2 separate regions of the Anser cygnoides genome follow, and region 2 is linked to region 1. Evidence: chromatin contacts called from public Hi-C data. All regions are on one chromosome and are shown on one strand. Each heading gives the region's core, a stretch centred on a gene start, on an enhancer-like site or on the middle of the called end of the contact. The rest is flanking DNA. Distances are from core to core; before and after follow the strand shown. Region 1 holds the start of TRAPPC3 (trafficking protein particle complex subunit 3). Region 2 holds the start of LOC106037927 (protein argonaute-1).

Region 1 (3,689 bases), core at 491-2,990:
GGAAGTGGGGCTGCCAGTCCCAGAACGGCACCAGAGCAGCACGAGGGGCACTGGGGGCACACACGTGGCACGCACAGGAGAGGCACGGGCAGCTCGTGCCCCCGGCAGGGTGGCACTTGGTGGCACGCCGCCCAGGAGCCTGGCGCTGCCGCGTCCCTGGTGAGGAGCCTGGCACTGCGGCTGGGGCAAAGGCTCGTGCAAGGTGGCAGGAGCAGCAGGAGAAGCACGGCAGGGCTGGCCTGAGCACGCAGACTGCCTGGCCACGGGTCTGGAGCCCTCACCCGCACACTGGGGACAACAGTGCCATGCCCAGGCCATGCCAAGCCCCACAGCACCACGCCAAGGCAATGCAGCCAGGCCCTGCCTCATGCCCCCTCCTGTACTCTGGCACCGTCACCCATCCCCGCCGCGGTGGCAGGTGGCAGCCCACATCTGTGCTCTGGCTCCCGGCTCACCCCCACGCACCCCGTGGCAGGGGCAGCCCCGCAGCAGGAACAGGCACAGCCGGCCCCGGGAGGGCCCTGCTGCAGCCCAGGGCTGTGCGGCACGGCTCCATGCTCAGGGGCACCGCTTGCCCCACTTCTGCTCCTGCCCCCAGCTGCTGGGCCTGGGTGCTCCCAGCAGGGCCACGAAGGGAAGCAGCCGTGCTCTGGGGGGCAGAAGCCAGAGCAGAAATATTGAGAAGTCTCTGACCCAGCTGCTGCTGCCAGGTTCCTCTTGGCCAAGAAAATAGGGTGGTTCCCATAAAATCCCACTGCTCCCCCACCTCCAGCAGCTCTGGACAGCCATGCTCTTCCACGGGGCTTAGCCTCCATGGACGTGCATCTGGATGGAAGGAGATAAATAAGTAGCTGCAGTAGTCTGATAATGATTGTTTCCAATAGTTTGCAGCCCAGGGCACGCGGGTCCCTGCAGCATTGTGCTCGCATGTCCCCAGGGACGAGGCTGCCACGGTGCCAGCGCTGTGCAGCCCCCCTGTGTGCCCCCAGCCGGCTCAGCACGGCGGGGACACAGCACGGTGATGTTTGCTCTGCAGCTTTCCTGTGCCACCGCTCCCACAGGACGAACCGGGAGGTGGTGGCCGAGGTTTAGCTCGGCACCAGGCAGCCCCTGCCCGTGGTTCGCAATGGGGTTGCCATTTGGGTTGCCCTTTCCATCAGCTCCGTGCCCGGGCAGCGCACGAAGCCTCTGCTCCTGGAGGAAAAAGACCAAGGGAACGTGTGTATGGGGAAAAACCAGACAAACCAGGGAATGCATATCCGGGGAGTTAGACCACGTGCAATGCGTATTTCACTGATTTTGGCTCACTTTGGGCCGGGGAAGCCCCAAAAGCTGAGCACACCCGCGGCAATCGCCTACCAAAGGCGGTAAATTCCCTCCTGGGGGAGGCACACAGCCCAGGGCAGGGACCTCACGGTGCAGGAGGGGTTGGGCACGGAGCCGCAGCACCTCCACCTCGCCGTGTCCCCACCACCCTACGCACAAGTCATTATTCTGCGTTTAATGACTGTAATTAAGCCCCGCGTGGGCGCCCCCAAGCGGCGCGCAGCACCCTCCCTCCCATCCGCCCCCAGCGCCTGCCGGGAGCGGAGTCACCTGACCCGCGCTGCACACCGGGACTTGTAGTCTTCTCACCGTCACGTGACGCATCGGGCATGCCGGGAAGCCCCCCCTTCCCCACCCCTCACCTCCGTGCGCGCAGCGCTCCCGCGTTGCACTGCGGGACTTGTAGTTCCGCGCGCGGCCCTCAGCGCGGACGGAGGCGCGGCGCGGACTACGAATCCCGTGGTGCTTTGCGGGGCGGCCGGGCGAGGCAGCGGGCCGGGCAGGGCCGGGCCGGGCCGAGCCGTGCAGGATGTCGCGCCAGGCCGGCCGCGGCACCGAGAGCAAGAAAATGGTAACGGCGGGGCCCGGCCGGCCGCGGGGCCGTGTGGGGGCCCGGCAGCTCCAATACTGCCGCCTCCGCCGCCCGGGGCCGCGCTGTGAGCGGGGCTGGGGCAATTAGGGCACGGGCAGTAATTAGCTTGGGGGCAGCAATTAGCTCGGGGGCAGAACAGTTTGGTTAATTGGCCGTGCAGTGCTGCCGTCTGGGGCCTTGCTGCTCGGTACGGGTGCTGAAAGGTGTGGGGAGCTGGGGTCGGCCTCTTCTCACAGGTAACCAGGGATAGGACCAGAGGGAACGGCCTCAGGTTGTGCCAGGGGAGGCTCAGGCTGGAAATGAGGAGACATTTCTCCTCAGAGAGAGCGGTCAGGCGTTGGGACGGGTTGCCCAGGGAGGTGGTGGAGTCCCCGTCCCTGGGGGTGTTCAAGGAGAGGTTGGACGTGGGGCTTGGGGACATGGTTAGTGGTGGGGGGGGTGGTTGGACCAGGTGATCCTGAAAGTCTTTTCCAACCCTCGCGATCCTGTGTTTCTGTATTCAACAGCAAGTATTAAACCTGTTCTTTCCCCGCTCTTTGCATGTTCTCCCTCAAGGGTGTCAGTGGCAGCCCCCAGGTGGGTGCTGAGCAGCTGGTCCTGCCCATCCCCACCATGCCAGCGCTCTCCAGGGGGCAGCGGTTTGTATTTAAGGAACTCGTGCTCTTTCTTTAGGATTCTGGCACTTCTGTAGCCATGGAACCTTTATAAACTGCTCAGACTGCTTACTGACCTGCAATGTAAAAAATGTAAATAAGGCAAAGGTCTCAGGCGCTTTAATTCCACCAGATTGACTGGAGAGTTAGTTGCAAGTAAGAATTTAGAAATTTTCCGTATTACAACACTTGAAAGTTTCCTAAATTGCAGCACTAACACGGGGGGGCTGACAGCAATGGCTTTGTGGCTTTGTGCAGTAACTGACAACAGCTGGGGCTGGTAACAGCTGGATCTCTCCCTCCACTCACCCCTACTCTCTCCAGCTGCCAAGCCCCATCCTTACTAAAATGACTTATATCCTTCAAATAAGGTGCCCTTCTTTGCATGCTTGTTAAATTTCTCTGCTAAATATCTGACTCTTCCAGCTGAGTTAAAGGAGGCTTCCACCTTGTCATTCCTGAGTAACGTGAACTTAAGCAATCTTTTCAAGATGAAGGCTGAATTGTAAGTAAAAACCAAACAACAAAAAAAATGAACGTTTCAATTCTTTAGATCTAAAATTAAGCACAAATAGCCGGAGCCCGACTGGTTCTTTTTGGGTGCTTAAAGTCTTTTGGTAGCTGATTGCTGCTGAGCTCATGAAGCAGTGACAAGATGGAATTCCCGGTCTCTTCTAACAAACCCAGTTTCTCTTTGTTGACTGTTGCAGTTTGGGAGTGATTCCCCCTCCTGTTTGTCTCTGTGTGAACTTGTTCGGAATGAAGTGGGATCAGTGTTGTCACTTAACTCTGATGTTGTCTCTTTTCCCTTCCTTTCTGCCTGCCTGCTGCTTTCATTCTGTAGTATTGGTATTTGCCATTCATTTCACCTTCTGCATCTATGCATCTCATGGTAGGTGAGAGGCTTTTACTCCGAGCTTAGACTTTCTGTACTGTTTCTGATTGCTAAAACCGAAAGCAGAAATAACAGCTGAAAGACGATGGCTTATTTGCTCCTGAACGCTCGTTTTGGGCTCTGTGAAAAGCTAAAGCCTGTTGTAGCCTTTGTTTTGCAGCCGTGTAACCGCTGGTCTGGCTTAGTGGCGCCCGAGAAAGTGAGAAAATTTGCGGTGACACGC
Region 2 (3,689 bases), core at 339-2,838, 140 kb after region 1:
AAGTTTAGCTTTTAAAACCACCGCACGCATGTTCCTCCCCCAGCAGCTGCCTGTACATCTGAAAATTTCCCAGGTTCCCCTCTGCTGCCTTTCCAGACATTTTCATGTTCAGCACATCCGAGCGTGGTTTTTTTTCCCCCCTGAGCTTTCTTATCCTGACAGGTTACAGCTCCGGCGTTATTAAAGCCTAAACGCAAGGCCCGCACCACACCGAGGAGACCGTCAGCAGGGGAAGGGGCTGCACAAGGCAGGCGGGCGGCGCGGCGCTCATCCTGCTGACACAGGACAAACATTTCCTGGCCCGCAGGGTGACCCCGGCGGCGCGGTCCCGCTACAGCCCCGTGCGGGAGAAGAGCCTCGACGAAGCCGGCTTCCCACAGCCGGATTTTGGGGGAGAAAAGGGCAAACTCCCAACAAAGGGGCATCAGGGCTTCGTTCGCAGCGCAGCCCCAGTGCAGAGACATCAGCTGGGCCTGAACCCCGGCACGTCCCCATCCTCCCCAGCCCATCCGAGAGATTTCAAAGCACCTTAACAAAATTACTGAAGGCTGACAGCGCGCGTGTCGGGGCGTGAGCTGTGCTATCGGCGTTTCCCAGACGGAGCCGGGCTGCAGGGGCACCATCGCCCCGGCCACGCCGTGCCAGCCCCGCGCTGCTCGCCAAATCACGGTCTCCAGGAGGCCAACACATCGGCACCACACGCACCGCTCCGGCGGCCAAAAGGTAACGTAGGCGCGTAGGTACCTCCACGCTAGGCTTCAATTAAACGCGTTAAGAAAAAAAAAAAGGACACGGCTCGATTTTAAACACGCGGGGGTTTCGTCTCGGAACCGCAGCACGTTGCGGCGGGCACCGAAGTCGCCGGCACGCCGCCCCGCGCAAGGCCAGGCCCCCGCATCGCTCCCCTCCCGGGCTGAGATAGCCAAAATCCAGCCCCGTGGCGCAGCGGGAGCCTGCGCTGCTCACGGCTGGCACCGGAGCATCTGGCACCGCCACGGCCCCGCTGCGTGAGCCCGGGGAGCCCCGGGGGGGGGCCGCGGGGAGCTCGAGGCGGAGGCCGGGAGCCCCCGCTTGGAACCGGGGGAGACTCCGGAGCTCAGCCCCGGCCCCACAAAGCTGCAACGGGGGGAGACGGGGGGCTGAGGGACGGGGTGGGGGGCGCGCACACGCACGGTGCTGCTGCTCCGTGGGGAGCGGGCACCCCCCGGGGCTGCCCCATAGCCCCCGGGGCAAGCCCACACTGCCCCGGGGCAACCCCGCAACCCCCAGGGAAGCCCCACAACCCCCTGGGCAGCCCCACACAGCCCCCTCGCCCCCCAGCTCGCCCCCTCGCCGGCTCCCCGGTCTCGCACCCGCAGCCCCCAGGGGGGAGCGCGGACAACACCTCCCGTCCGCGGCGTCCCCCCCCCCGGCTCCGCCTCCCCACCGACCTGCTCCCGAGGGTCCCGCTTCCATCCCATCCACGCGGGGCTCCGCTCCGAGCCGGGGGCCGCGGGCAGGGCCGGGCAGAGGCCGGGGCTCGGGGCCGGGGCCGGTGCCGCACCGCCGCCGCCTCACGCCGCCACCCAGCGCGCACGCGCCGCCGCCCGGCCCCGCGCCCAACAAAGGCGGCGCCCGCCGGCCCCGCCGCCGCCGCCATTTTGGGCCGGCCCGGCCCGGCCCCACCGCCCCCCGCGGGGTGTTTGGGGGGGGGGGGGGGGGGGGGAAACACACGCGGGGAAAGGGATCGGAGACCCCCTGAAGGGACAGCGGGGGTCCCCCCACCGGGGACGGGAAGGTTGAGCTGTGCGGTGTTGGGGTGCTGGGCTATGGGGAAGGCGCTGGGATAAGTGGGGCGTGCTGATGGTTTGGTGTGTCTCGTTACCAGGATCTAAGAGGGGGTTTAAGTATGCCGTGAGCCACGCAGAGCTAGCAATTAAAATGGTATTAATGAGTTCTCTTGAGCTGGAATGGCCTGTGGCAGCTCTACAGGAGGCATGGGCCCTTGGTGGCTCCGTGGTCACAGCCAGGCACGAAGCACTCGCTGCTCCTGCATGGGTTTTTCATCTCTGGTCTCATTACATCATGACAAACATCAGCTGCCCCTGCTCAGCTCCAGGGGCAGGAGCCCTCCGTCTTCATCCCCTCCTCAGGACAAAACTGGGCTACGCAGCTGTCCTCTGCGGCCAGCCTCTTCTGCGAGAACAGAATTTAACAGAAAATGGAACAGGTGGACAGGGGCTGAAACCTCCAACCTCAAGGAATTTCACAGGACCCACAGGCCAAACGTGCTCCGCAGGAAGGCACCGCAGCTGTCCGATGCTTCACAGCACTGTCCTTAGGCCGTCTAATAGAGTACACAATTAAGGAATAAATTCCTTAGTAGTTGAGGTCCTGCAGTGCTAGGGCAGTCATTAGCTCCTTGTGGGTTTATGGCGAGATGCCTTTGGCAGGGGAGGTTTTTCTTTTTTAAAGATTCATTTCTTGTTGCTGGATTGAAGAATAAAGAACAGGAGGGTGTGTTCGTTTCTTAGCAGTTTTTATTTTAAAGGATGCTCTGGTCTGAGCCTTGCTGGCAAACCAACAACAGTGGTGGCGTTACACTAGCAAGTGATCTATTCACAGCCCCCTTTCTTGGTCCTGCTCTACCTAAGAACAAGTGAAATTATAGAGACAAGAACAACCCATTTTAAACGATATATGTTAGACTTACTCTCCCTAAATGGCATACAAGAGTGAAAACACTGATTGTGTGGCATGACTTTATAGTAATGTATGAAACCTCAGTAGCATTGTTTCAAGACAATGCAAAACGTGATCTTTTTTTAATCCTAGTTTTAATTGTATGAGGTAATGGAAGAAAGCCGCAAAAATTCAAAGTATTAAAAAGAAGTGTTTTCACTTCTTACTAACAGGACCAAGCAAGGGGAACTCCTGCTGTCACGAACAGGAGCTGCTCACATCCACAATTCATGTGATGGGAGCAGAACTTAGTGTGCGGTTGCTTTTTGCGCATGTCTGCATGCTGAAACCCGGCTGGCCGCTGGGGCTGAACATGGCAAAGCGTGAGCCTGGAAGCCTGCAACACCTAGCGTTCACAACCAGCAGCGGCTGCTGAAAAACGTGTATCGTCCCACAGCAGGGTGCTGCTTACCTGCATCAGATAGGCATTTCCTTCAAAAACACCATAGTCACAGCCATTGACTCACCCATCTGCCTTGCCTGTACAGCCAACGCTCCTGCAGAGTTCCATAAAAGCACCTGAATTCAAAATGAAGCCAGTTACCGCTACAATTCGGGAGCCATCTGTCAAACCCTGCATTTACAAATCCAGCCTGCCGAGTTGGGAATCCAGTGACCCTGCAGCGGAGAACACAAGGTAGAGTTCGCACACTGTGATTCACACCAAAACTTACAGAATACCTGAGCAGAATTTACACCAAGGCATGGCATAAATCAAACCACCACTAGTTAAGGCATCTTACTGACCAGCTGAGTCGGTTGGTGGTCAAGAAAGACCTGAGGAACCCTGGAACGAGGTCATCGCCCCTCTCTGTTTCCTCTTCCTTCGGCATTGCTGCAGTCAGTTCAGCCTCTCTGGGCACAGAGGTGCCTCTCTGAGCCCTGCACCCTGGTTAAGCACGCAGATTCTACTACCAAATGTCTCTTCAGCCTTTTAATTCTTTCTCTAGTCTGTTGGATATTTCCAT

Evidence for each region. A called contact is a pair of places that touch in the nucleus more often than the background predicts.
Region 2: a contact with region 1 is called in a Hi-C map of liver, with 2.0 times the contacts expected there. The contact joins the promoter of LOC106037927 here to the promoter of TRAPPC3 in region 1. A contact is called at or near these places in 2 of 7 Hi-C or Micro-C datasets (both in liver).

Annotation. Positions count from the first base shown.
Region 1 is chr24:5,254,081-5,257,769 of Taihu_goose_T2T_genome, forward strand. It overlaps TRAPPC3 (trafficking protein particle complex subunit 3), which reads left to right and starts at 1,741. Exons shown (of 5, transcript XM_048052729.2): 1 at 1,741-1,897. The coding sequence starts at 1,856.
Region 2 is chr24:5,395,004-5,398,692 of Taihu_goose_T2T_genome, forward strand. LOC106037927 (protein argonaute-1) reads right to left here and starts at 1,589. Exons shown (of 19, transcript XM_048052695.2): 1 at 1,431-1,589. The coding sequence starts at 1,455.